4 separate regions of the Mus musculus genome follow, and regions 1, 2 and 4 are each linked to region 3. A link is a contact called in public Hi-C and promoter capture Hi-C data. All regions are on one chromosome and are shown on one strand. The core of a region is the stretch at or near the end of the contact, and the rest is flanking DNA. Distances in the headings are between cores, read along the strand shown. Region 1 overlaps Snx14 (sorting nexin 14). Region 2 holds the start of Snhg5 (small nucleolar RNA host gene 5). Region 3 holds the start of Cep162 (centrosomal protein 162). Region 4 holds the start of Syncrip (synaptotagmin binding, cytoplasmic RNA interacting protein).

What was found. Promoter capture Hi-C pulls out the DNA fragments that hold promoters and counts their contacts. A called contact is a pair of places that touch in the nucleus more often than the background predicts.
Region 1: a Hi-C map of B cells shows a contact between it and region 3, with 5 read pairs. The contact joins the enhancer-like site here to the promoter of Cep162 in region 3. A contact is called at or near these places in 6 of 39 promoter capture datasets (the 3T3-L1 cell line, embryonic stem cells, hippocampal neurons and 2 more) and 1 of 484 Hi-C or Micro-C datasets (B cells).
Region 2: a contact with region 3 is called in a promoter capture Hi-C map of pre-B cells, with 8 times the contacts expected there. The contact joins the promoter of Snhg5 here to the promoter of Cep162 in region 3. A contact is called at or near these places in 7 of 39 promoter capture datasets (the 3T3-L1 cell line, the C10 cell line, cranial neural crest and 4 more), 2 of 484 Hi-C or Micro-C datasets (CD4 T cells and embryonic stem cells), 6 of 115 datasets of contacts at active chromatin or transcription factors (the 230-238 cell line, acute myeloid leukemia, astrocytes and 3 more) and 1 of 9 other capture datasets (adipose tissue).
Region 4: a promoter capture Hi-C map of pre-B cells shows a contact between it and region 3. The contact joins the promoter of Syncrip here to the promoter of Cep162 in region 3. A contact is called at or near these places in 6 of 39 promoter capture datasets (the 3T3-L1 cell line, cranial neural crest, erythroid cells and 3 more), 5 of 115 datasets of contacts at active chromatin or transcription factors (astrocytes, embryonic stem cells, extraembryonic endoderm stem cells and 2 more) and 2 of 9 other capture datasets (adipose tissue and liver).

Annotation. Positions count from the first base shown.
Region 1 is chr9:88,402,916-88,405,615 of GRCm38.p6, forward strand. It overlaps Snx14 (sorting nexin 14), which reads right to left. Exons shown (of 29, transcript NM_001359958.2): 9 at 2,325-2,400; 10 at 1,784-1,828; 11 at 1,596-1,676; 12 at 1,389-1,503; 13 at 350-505. Among named protein-coding and RNA genes, the nearest start is that of Snx14, 35 kb to the right of the region's middle. Within about 2 kb of position 1,451, at least 83 of the 459 cell types and tissues checked have an H3K27ac peak or open chromatin away from gene starts, as enhancers often do. A contact at or near this core is called in B cells, where this site is marked.
Region 2 is chr9:88,521,633-88,524,332 of GRCm38.p6, forward strand. It overlaps Snhg5 (small nucleolar RNA host gene 5), which reads right to left and starts at 1,265. Exons shown (of 5, transcript NR_040721.1): 1 at 852-1,265; 2 at 675-749; 3 at 286-343; 4 at 18-84. LOC115487267 (a small nucleolar RNA gene) reads right to left here and starts at 236; the gene lies at 165-236.
Region 3 is chr9:87,254,119-87,256,818 of GRCm38.p6, forward strand. Cep162 (centrosomal protein 162) reads right to left here and starts at 1,414. Exons shown (of 27, transcript NM_199316.2): 1 at 1,145-1,414.
Region 4 is chr9:88,481,113-88,483,812 of GRCm38.p6, forward strand. It overlaps Syncrip (synaptotagmin binding, cytoplasmic RNA interacting protein), which reads right to left and starts at 1,285. Exons shown (of 11, transcript NM_019666.2): 1 at 944-1,285.

The DNA.
Region 1 (2,700 bases), core at 201-2,700, 1.1 Mb after region 3:
ACTCGAACACACACACACACACACACACACACACACACACACACACACACACACGCACGCACGCACGCACTTGAAAATAATTATTCAAGCAATAAAAAGTGCCAGGAGTGGTGACTCATGCTTTTAATCCCAGCACTGGGGAAGCAGAGATGGACAAGTCTCTGAGTTTGAGATCAACCTGGTCTATAAAGTGAACTCCAAGCTACCCAGGGACACATAGTGAGAGGCTCCTCCCTCAAACAAACAACTGTATAAATTAATCTTTTTTTAAAGTAGAATAAGAGACACGAAGAAAACGCAGCAGACGGGAACAATGCCGACCACCCATGCACTATCCGCTCTGACTTACTTCTTTGAATCTCTTCGACAATGAAGGGATCAAAGCGAATTTTGTCAATGCTTTCATCCAAGCAGTAGGTCTTATAAATCTTCTGCAATTCTTCATGGAGAGATAGCATTTCATCATTTGATAACTCTGGACGCAAAATTCTATCATTAAATTCCTCTAACAAATTAGAGAGAGATTAAGAAAAAAAGTTAATATAAATGCTTTCATGAAAACTTCACGCTCTTATTCTAACTAGAAGCAGAAAATATAATCAAATTATTATTTTAAACTTTTAGAAAAGGACTTGAGAGTAGAATACTCAAATTAAAAACAAATTCAGCCAGGTAGGGGTGGCGCAAGCCTTTAATCCCAGCACTCGGGAGGCAGAGGCAGGCGGATTTCTGAGTTCGAGGCCAGCCTGGTCTACAGAGTGAGTTCCAGGACAGCCGGGACTACACAGAGAAACTCTGTCTTGAAAAAAAACAAAAAAACAAACAAAAAACAACAAAAACAACAGATACAAAAAAAAACAAACAAAAACCCAAATTCAACAAGATTTTTATGTTAATATAAAATATATAAACATGGCTAGCAATACAAATTTGCTACAACAGACTAGTAAGCATATTTGTAATATTTTCTATAAAGAACATATTAGATTAGTTTCTCATACCAAAGATCTGTCAAGATTGTAAAATCTGATTGCTCACTAAGTAATAATGACAATCCAGCTCGGAAAGTTTCTCACAGATCCAACGCGCCGTGATATTCCAGCTTGGCACTCCTAACAGAATGCTGGCCGAGCGGTGCTGATTTGGACTGTGAGATCTTTCACACAGCACCACCACACTGGATTTTTAGAGATTCTTTTCTGCTACTAGAATCTGACTGCAGGCAATGTTACGGTCATGCCCCACCTAGAAAGGACTAGACAGCTGGAGAAGCTCAGTCACCCGAGATATCTAGCATGAAATGTCGTCTGGACAGCAGATCTGCTCTAAACAGCCACAGCACTAGCAAGCATGGTGACGTCACTGGTGACACGCAGAGGAAGCCTCACCGACTGTCAGACAGAACTGCAGGACGTGCACGGCCCCTTCTTGTTTCAGGAAGTTCATAAAGCGGAACAAAAGGTCCTGCTGTTCTCTGATTTGTTTCAGCTCTAACTTCAGCACCTTGTCGCAACATGAGAGGAAGAGTAAGTGAAAGATACATGAATGTATTTTAAAACTGTTATCTCCAAAACATTAATGCTGAAAACACTCACGGATGGCTTTTTATTTCTAGGTTCTGCAAATTTCTGCAGGAATGGAACCAAAGGGGAAGCTGGTTCAGTTGCTTTTTCAGGCTTGGAAGAAACAGAATTATCAATTCAGTAAAATTCGCACTAGAGTTGGTACATACAGTTCAAACAAAGCAGTTCCAAGTGTCGCACGCAGTACGCTCAATACTCACAGGGCTGTCGTCTATGAAGATGATAAGCAAATGATTGACAGTATCCTAATGGGACGTAAGAAGCACAGGTCAGAATAACCCACTGTCATGTTCTGCCAAAAATTCTCAGAACTTTCACATTATCAAGTTTGCTAGAAAAATAAACAGCACAGTGACTGGCTAAATATCTGTATCTGTGTGTTACAGAGGGACTCCTAAAGAACTACAATCAAACCAGTCAGAACTGTTGAAAGTGTCCATCCAAGAACAAATAAATAAGCAAAATGTGACACACACATAGAATGGATTACTACTGAGACTTGGCAAGGAAAGGACTACTAAAACATTCCTCTGCCAAGGAATTACTGTTTATGGGTGTAGAATTTACAGGATTTTCGTTTTGTTAAGACCAACACTTTGGAAGGTGATGATGATGGTCACTCAAATAAGCACATGTTTCAAAACAATGTACTATACACACAAAATGGCTAAACAGTAATTCAAGAGTATTTTATAAAAAAGAAAGAAAGAAAGAAAAAGAAAAGAAAAAATGTAATCTTACTGGATCAGCTAGGAAATCCAAAGAAGGAAGAAGCACAGAACCAGACAGAATCTCTCTTATGAGTAATGTCAGGGACCTGGAGACAGAAGTAATAATAATTAATAATAATAATTAATAATAATAATTCTGTAATCAGTGACCCGCACAAGTTCCTCATTGTCAAGCACTTAACTAACTAAAGACCCCACGGAAATGAAACTATGGGGATGGACATGGTAGCGCACGCCTTTAACCCCAGCACTGGAGAGGCAGAAAAAATTGGATCTTAGTTCAAGGCCAGCCTGATCTACACAGCAAGTTCCAGGTCAGCTACAGGCTGTACTATGAAACCATGTAGGTAGGTAGGTAGGTAGGTAGGTAGGTAGGTAGGTAGGTA
Region 2 (2,700 bases), core at 15-2,514, 1.3 Mb after region 3:
AACAGAGCACCACTCACATGCACTCCTGCTGCAGGATCTTCACAGGCGGACTGGCATCTCTCGCAAGTTCTTGTGTCACTGGCCCTAAAATATAAAAACAAAAACACAGGCATTACGTCATTGCCAACATTAAAGAAGAACACAATAGTCCTTTGCAATGGTCCATCTCAGAAGCCAGATCCGTAATTATGGTTTTTCAACAGGAATTCAGGTTCGGGATAGGATCATCATAGACTAGACCAACGACAGTAAGCTCAGCAGAAAACAAAACAGAGCACCACTCACATGCACTTCTGCTGTAGGATCTTCACACGCAGGCTGGCATCTCACTGGTCAGCATTCACTACAGAAAGAGGTACCATGACATGCTATGAGTAAGAACTGCATTAACAAGACTACCACTTAAACACAATGGTCTTCTCTCAGAAGCTGCATTTATCTTCAGGTCATCATCTTCGGGATGTATTTCATCACTGTTCTGACCCGGTATGTCTCACAACTGTTTGTACAATCAATTTGTACACCATGCATTCACAACAGTCACTCCAAATTGCAAAGGCCAGAGTAGTTTGGCCAGGACTACTTCACAATACATTTCCAGGAACCCGGATTCTTACTTCACAACGGTATGTTTGCATGCTTACAAGGGAAAAAATCTAGGCTTCAATACACACCCTTTAAAACGGTCATGTTTTAAGCATGTTTCTTTCATTTATCAATTCTCTCAGATGCTTTGGGCTCCCCTCCATCTAATATAATGAAAAATCAAAAAACAAAATTTAAGCATCACACATCACTTCCTATTGCACTATAACAATATTCTTAAAATATAGAAGCTGCATCGCCTTTACCTTGGTTTCTTCTTGTAGCTGCTTTGAAGACGCGAAGAACAATGGCGCCATTGTCCTTGTGAACGTGCATATAATAGGATGTCTCTTTCGGTGACTCTAGTACCTTCGGAACAGCACAAAAGGCTGCAAACCCTGCTGTAAAAACCTACCCACGCGGGGACTCAGGAACTAGAACGCATGCGGCCTTCAGTCAGGCCGCTTAGTACGAATCTCACTGGGGCCCAGACTCCAATCCCGAAATATCATTAGCTGCTGCGCACTTCTCCGAGGAAGTTTACACCAGTACCCTAAGTTCAAGTCTCAGAAGCCTCCAAATCCTCGTTGCACCCCTATATTTCACTTGGTCATCCGACTGTAACTCACTCACCGACAAGACAAAGAATATCTTAGGCTCCGTCGTAAAAGAACGAGCCCGGTTCACCGCAGCTCCTTTTATAGTCTCCTTTGTGCGAGATCGAGGCTGCCCCTCCCTCTGTCACTGATTGGACGCGAGAGTACGTGGGGGCGTGGCTTTTCATGAAGCAACGCGTGGGAGCGCGCGCCTTGGACCTCTTTTTTTTTTTACAGGCCATTCCGGGGCGTGGTGCGCGCCGCCCGCCCGCCGCCGCGTGCATCTCCGTTGCTGCGCGCGCTCCCGCTGGCTCGCCGCCACCGGTCTCTTCCGAGTCTGGCGGGGTGGCTCAGCTCGACGTGGCGTGGGAGTGGCGCCAGAATTCAAACGAACTGCCGCAGTTGGAGGCGAGGTCACCGCCTGCTTCGAGCCTAGTCGACACGGACGGTCGGCGGCAGGGAGTGGCCTTGACTTCGCCGCGCAGGCAGCTTTGAGCGCCGCTGGTGGAGAAGCTTGGTTGCTACGGTGGCCAGCGCTGCGCTTGTGTATTCAGCGGGGCAGCCGAAGGGACCTGGGAGGACAGAATTACGCGGGTGAAAACCGAAAAGCTCTCCGTTTATCCTTCCTGCATTCTGGGGGTGCCGCTGGTCTGCAGACAGCCATGCTGTCCAGTGCAGGCTTATCCAACGCCTGCTTGGGCGCTCAACCAGGTCCAACACCAGATTCCCCCGCCCCCCCAAGTCTCCCACTCCGGGAAACAGACACTAGTGACAGTTATACTGTCAGAATGCTGAGAAGTTAAACATTCCGTTTCACAGAGGAGAAAGCAAGTCAAAAGCCGCCAGTTGGCCTAAGGTCACATAGCTATCCTTTGCTATTTTTTAAGTTTCTCCCTTCTAAATTATCTGCAGAAAAAAACTTAAGACTTCAAAGGTCAAATATATAATTCAAAGTAATTTAAATGTATGGATACACACATTTGGATATTTTAGCACTTGGAAGCTCGGGTCTTTATTTTGTAGCATTTTTTACTAATTATGTGTGCATTTGCTGTCAGTTTACATTAACAGTTATCCTCTGATCACCATACTTATAGACTGTGGCATGCATGCCCTCACACACATCATGCACACATGTGATAGTAATGGTAATAAGTGAATAAAAGCCGTTTGGGTAAGAACATCACATAAGGTTTGCCATAGAAAGAAGGTAGGGAATAGAATCACATGGTAAAAGCTTGTCACAGCATCTGGTTAAGGACTGTGCCTCTGGGCTACATTTCAAGCCTGTGGTCTTAATTTGGTTCTTTTTAAATCTATGTGCCCAGGTACACACATGCATGCAGAGGCTGAAGGGCAGCCTTAGGTGTTATCCTCGCAAGCACCATTTATTCCCTTTTGAGATAGGGCCTCTTACTGATCTGGAGCTCAGGAATCAGGCTAGACTGGCTGAGCACAAGTCTAGGAGATCCTTCTGTTTCTGCCTTCCAGCTCAGAAATTATAAGCATGGGCCACAAC
Region 3 (2,700 bases), core at 164-2,663:
ACACTACTTTAAACTTCAACTTCTCAAGACAGTTTTATATATGTACACACATATATATGATGTAACTTGACAGTTATATTGCAATTACGAGACACCATTGGAGGTCTAATTCATTGAAGCTAACTGACTTGGGAAAGTAGCTTATGAAGTATGTCTTCTCAAGGTTGATCATTACATTTCATCCAGTCGCTAAGAGGTGGGCTCCAGGATCTTTTCCACTGTATATGTATTTGTCTCTGCTAATACCTCTCAGAATCCAGGTCCTCACAGAGAATATTAAAAAAAAAAAAATTAAAAGAGCAGGAGTGGAAAGACTAATATTTTTTCTTGTAAAGCACAGTATACAGGTTGTGCTTCCGGATTCACGTATTTTCAAATTAAGGGTTTTGCAAAATAGACTTTCTATAATCAGGATTTTTTTCCAGACATAAACTAAGTGAATTTATAAGACTCAGAATATAATAAAGAATTTAGTGGTGCATCCCAGAGATTTCTACACTTAGGAGACAGACAGCTCTTTAGTTGGGAGGTTAGCCTGAGTTACAAGCCTGAATTTCAGGTTAGTCTGAGCTATATAGTGCAATCCTGTCTTAAAACATCCCCAACGAGCACAGAATACCCTTGGAAGTTAATGACACACATTAACTACTATTTATGTTTCTCTTGAAGCAAAGGCAGGCTAAAAGAAACAATGCCGCGAGCACCTTTAATGGGATCTAGTCAAGTTGTCTCAAAGCTGGACTTCAGCTAGGAGAGGCCATCTTCAGATCTGTCCTAAACCTTTGGATTTAACTCTTTAGGGCAACACGAACAAACGCTAGTTTTCTTTTCTAAGGGACGGCAGCAGGTTTGCCCACCATCTTTCAGTGGAATACTTAGTGCTTTTATTTGCATTTTCGACTAAGAGGTCTTAGGGTCAGGATGAGGAGTTGGACAAACAGGTTAGTCAGAGGCAAACCCCACGAAAGGGCCCTCAGCTCAGTCCAGGCTGCAGGAAGCGCAGATTTGGGGGCTAGCTCGAAGCAAAGACTTGGAGTCCCGACAGAGGAGCGGAGTAATGCGCAAAACAAAGTTCGGAGACCCTGCCTGAGGTACAACCTGGAAACAACAACAGGGTCGCAGACAGCCACAACGCCTCACCTACCTGCTCCTGGGAGCCCGCGCTCTCCCGGAAAGTCCCGGCGAGCGGGCTGTTGTCAGGGCAACAGACCCCTACAGGCGGGCTCCCGGGTGTCACGTGATCCTGCCTGCCACGTGACCCAGGGAGCAGCCAGACAAGCTGTCAGTCTTCTGGTGACTCTCAAATAAAGATTGGAACCTTCACGGCTCTGCAGGATGTGGCGGCCGTAAGGGACGTGGGCGCGGCAGCAGTGTGCACATCCCGCTTTCTCTTACTCCCGGAAATCCCGAGCTCAGCTAGCCGGCCGGGAAGACCCAGGCGCAAGCGCACCATCTAGAGCCAGCGCGTGGCTTTCTGGGAGTTGTAGTTTAGTCCCTTTGTGCTCGTCCTTCCGCAGCGAGCTGCTCTTCTTTCCAGCCTTTCCCACCCTTTTCATTTGAAGGCTACTGTCCAGGTTGAAAGTTTTAAAAACGGTGTAAGAGGGTTGATTTCCTTCAAGTAATAAGCCTTGTGTGGGTGTTATGAGAAAAGTACAAATGCATTAGAAATAATTCCGGTGTTAGAAGAGATGTCCGCCACCCAGTGGACAAGCATTTGAAAATACACAATACCAAGATTCTCAGTGAGAGCCTTGCACTAGTTCAGCAGCTCTGGTTTTTCTGGTATCCTGCTTTTCAAAGCTCTCTTCTGCAGTGGTTTGCTTGAGTTTTTATTTTATTTTACTTTTTTACCCGCTCTCTCTCTCCTCTTTCTTTCGCTCTCTGGATACGTATACACAGGCACACCAAATCAGAAGACAACATTTTGGAATGAAAGTAAAATCTTCAAACAGTAAAGGTCTTTGCCTCTGGTATACATAGTTCTGTACCTCCTTTCTGGCCTGAACTTTTCACTCAACAATGCATATTGACATCTGAGTGTGTACAAGCCAGAAACTATCCGATTAAAATGCAATAATAGAGACCTGTTTTAAGCTACCATTTTAAGCTTGGTGAGAGCATTATGTACATTATTTAAATTTTACAATTTACAAGTCAACTTAATTCAGCTTATGGCTTTTCTTTTAGTACATACTGAATTGAGCACATTCCATGCCCTATAGACGTGGGTTCCGTGAAGCAGACAAGTAGCCCAGACAACTGTTAAAGGAGTGCGGCAAGAAGAGCTATGGTGGCTAGTCATGTACACAAGCTGAGAAAGTTGGGGGATTTTTTTCCACTTGAGGTCTCATTTCAGTCTCACTCACCATAGTTATTTTTTACCATCAACTTGTTAGGGTCCAAGATCTTGGGAGAATGATACCCTAAACTAAGTAGTATGCAAAAGCAAAGAATGTTTATTCAGCAGAATTTCCTGCAAGGAGGGGTCTCCTCATTCAGGAATGGACACATGTAGTGAGTGGGCTTGCAGGCCTAGCTTTTATATTTGTCAGTTAGGGGAATTCCAGGGAGGAATTTGTGCCATTTTGCCTTGATTGGTTAGCTCTATCTCTAGAAGTTTGACTGATTCTACAATTGGTTAGGGCTCTGGAGACTTCCCAGGTTTGGGGTGGGGAGGGATCTCTTATCCATTCTAGATAC
Region 4 (2,700 bases), core at 35-2,534, 1.2 Mb after region 3:
TGGGCTTGTCTCTCTCCAAGGTAAACCAGAAAGTGCGCTTTTCCCGCCTGCCGCTTATAGATCAGTAACAACAGCCAGCGAAGAACAAAGCGCTCACACAAGCCACCTTCCCACCACCCAATTCCTCCACCCTTCACCCCCACACCCCAAAGCCCGCCCCCGACTCCGCACCCGGAGCGGCAGCCTCGCCACTGCGGCCGCCAGGAACCCATTAGAAACACGTGCTCTGCGCCTTCAAATGTCCTACAACTTCCTTCAACGGAAACCCACCGAGTACCGGGCCAAGACGGTCATCACCGCCTCCCAACATCAACCCGCAGTCGCGGTGCGAGCCCCCTGAACCGTGCAACCGCACCATCTCGCCCCTCAACACTGAGGCCGCCGCGGCGCCAGGCCACGGGCTTTCCCCGCCCCCCAGCGCTGCCGTCTCCGCCGTGACACATGGCTCTCCGCCCCGGGCGCTCCCGGGCGCCCGCGACCCCCAGCCTCCCGCACCCCTCGGTGCAGTGGCTGCGGCGCCGAGGCCGACAGCCCGCGCGGGGAGGGCGTTCCGCCGCCAAGCACACGCCCGCGGGAGCCGAGCACCGCCCAAGCCCGCCGGCCGGTCGCGGGACAGCACCCCGCGCCTCTCCGCCCACTCCCGCGCCGCCGGCCACGACAGCACCAAGTCCGCCGCTCGCGCTCCGCGCGGGCCATCGGGCTGTCGAGGCGCCTCCTCCCGGAGCGCCGCAGACAAAGCCCAGCCGCGGCTGCACATGGGGAGAGGAGGAAGTGGCGGCGCGGCCGCGGCCTACTCTCCGGCAGCCCCGGCCAACGTGCTCTTCTCTCCCCCTTGGAATCCATTTTCCAGAAAAGCCGGTTTCTCCCCGCGCCGCCCTCCCCCAAGCACCCTCCACAATGTCACGGAGCTCCCCTCCCGGACCCGGGGGCCCGCGGTCGTTACCTCCCCGCGGGGCTGGGGCCGAGGAATCCTGTCCGACCGGGTCGGCTGGCGGGGAACGCGTGCTCGCTGCTCCCTGTGTCCGGCGCGAGTGGAGCTGTTGTAAAATGGCGGCCGAAGCTCACGCCGCTGGCAGCAAACCCGATCCAGTTCCACTCGCCTCCGAGCGCGCTCCCGGTGCGCGCGCGCCCCCGCGTGACCCCCCTTCCCTCCCCTCCCTGGCGCGTCCGCTTCTCTCCCTCACTCCCTCAGCTCAGCCCCTGCCCTCCGACAGCTCCTCCTTCTCCCCTCGCCACCTCCGCCGGCCGCTAGCCGCCCTGTCCTCTCAGCCTTCGTCCTTCCTTCCCTGCACCTCCTCCCCCAGCTTCCCCACTCCCGTCCGCGGCCGCTCACACACGAGTGGCCGCCCTTCTTCCTCTCTGGCTCTCTCTGGCTTCACGCCCTCCCTCGCTAGCTCTCTCTCGGCCCCGTCCCCAGTCCCTGCCGAGTCGCTCTTTCTCTCTCCCGCGCTGACGTGACGACGCAGACGACGCCGCGGGACGCGCGCCCGCGAGCCCCGCCTCTCGCCCCGCCCCTAACTCCCGGTCGGGGGGGGGGGAGAGACCCCGCCCTTCCGCCGCGGCGACAGCGAGGGGCCGAGTGAATGAGAGACCCGCCCTCTGTGCGGACACTCCCTCTCGCTCCGCGGGCGGGGCCGCCGGCTCGGCGTGTCCCACTCGTTCTTTGTCAGGAGACAAGCATATCCCCACCCCGCCCTCCCCGCCCCCCACCGCCCCACCGCCGGCCTGGGCTCCGAGGGTGCCCGACGTTGGCTGCCCGCTCTGCCGGGGCTGGGGCTGTCGCCGCCGCGGCCGCCCCGCGCCCTGGGCGCTGGAGAAGCTGCAGGCGCACGTGTCCCCCGGGGCGGGGCGAGGCGAGGCAGACAATGGGGCTGCGGGGGAGGGGAGCTGCACGGGGAACGGCGGAGCTCGGGGCCACCCGGTGGCGGGGCTGGAGTTCGGGAGTCACCCCGGGGAGCCCCGGCTTCCGCTGCTAGACAATGGGGTATCCCGCGGCCCGGCGCGCGCCGTCCTCCGCTTCCACGAATACCCTGGGCGGAGGGAGGGGCGCCGCGGGTTTGCGAGGAAATCCCTGTGCCTCCGGCTCGGGGATGACAGGGAGGCCAGATTTGGAAGCTTAACCGACCCGGTGGTGTTGGATTGTGCAATATTCCGTTTCTGTCCCTGGCCTTTTAAGCAGTTAAGTGCTCCTCCTGGCACACTTTGAACAACTTGAAGCAGCACAAAGCTGCGTGATTAGGACTACTGTGAGGGAAATGTGTTTCTTTTCAAGCATCTTGGCAATTAAATGTTATGTGAAGTGACATTTCCTTTGTAACCATTTACTATGGACAAGAAAGACAAGACAAAGGCGTTTGTATCTCAGGCGATATGGATACTAATTTTATCCAGAGCGACTGTAATGAAAAATGGCATTATCCTCTTTGAAAAAAAAAACAAAAAACTACAATTAGAAAGCTACTTGTTCTTCCAAATGAGCTTTATGCTATGATAAGCCAGTAAGTAGTCCAAGGAAACTTAGATAAACACTCTTCAAAGTGCCTAGACACATAAAATTGAGCTTTTTTTCTGTTGACAGGTGGATCAAGTAGGAAATATTTCTGAAGTACTGCTATCCAAAACCTGCTTAATAAGGCTTTGCCTATCCACCGCCTACATCCCATACTACCAAACATATCCTTGCTATGGTATTTAATTAAT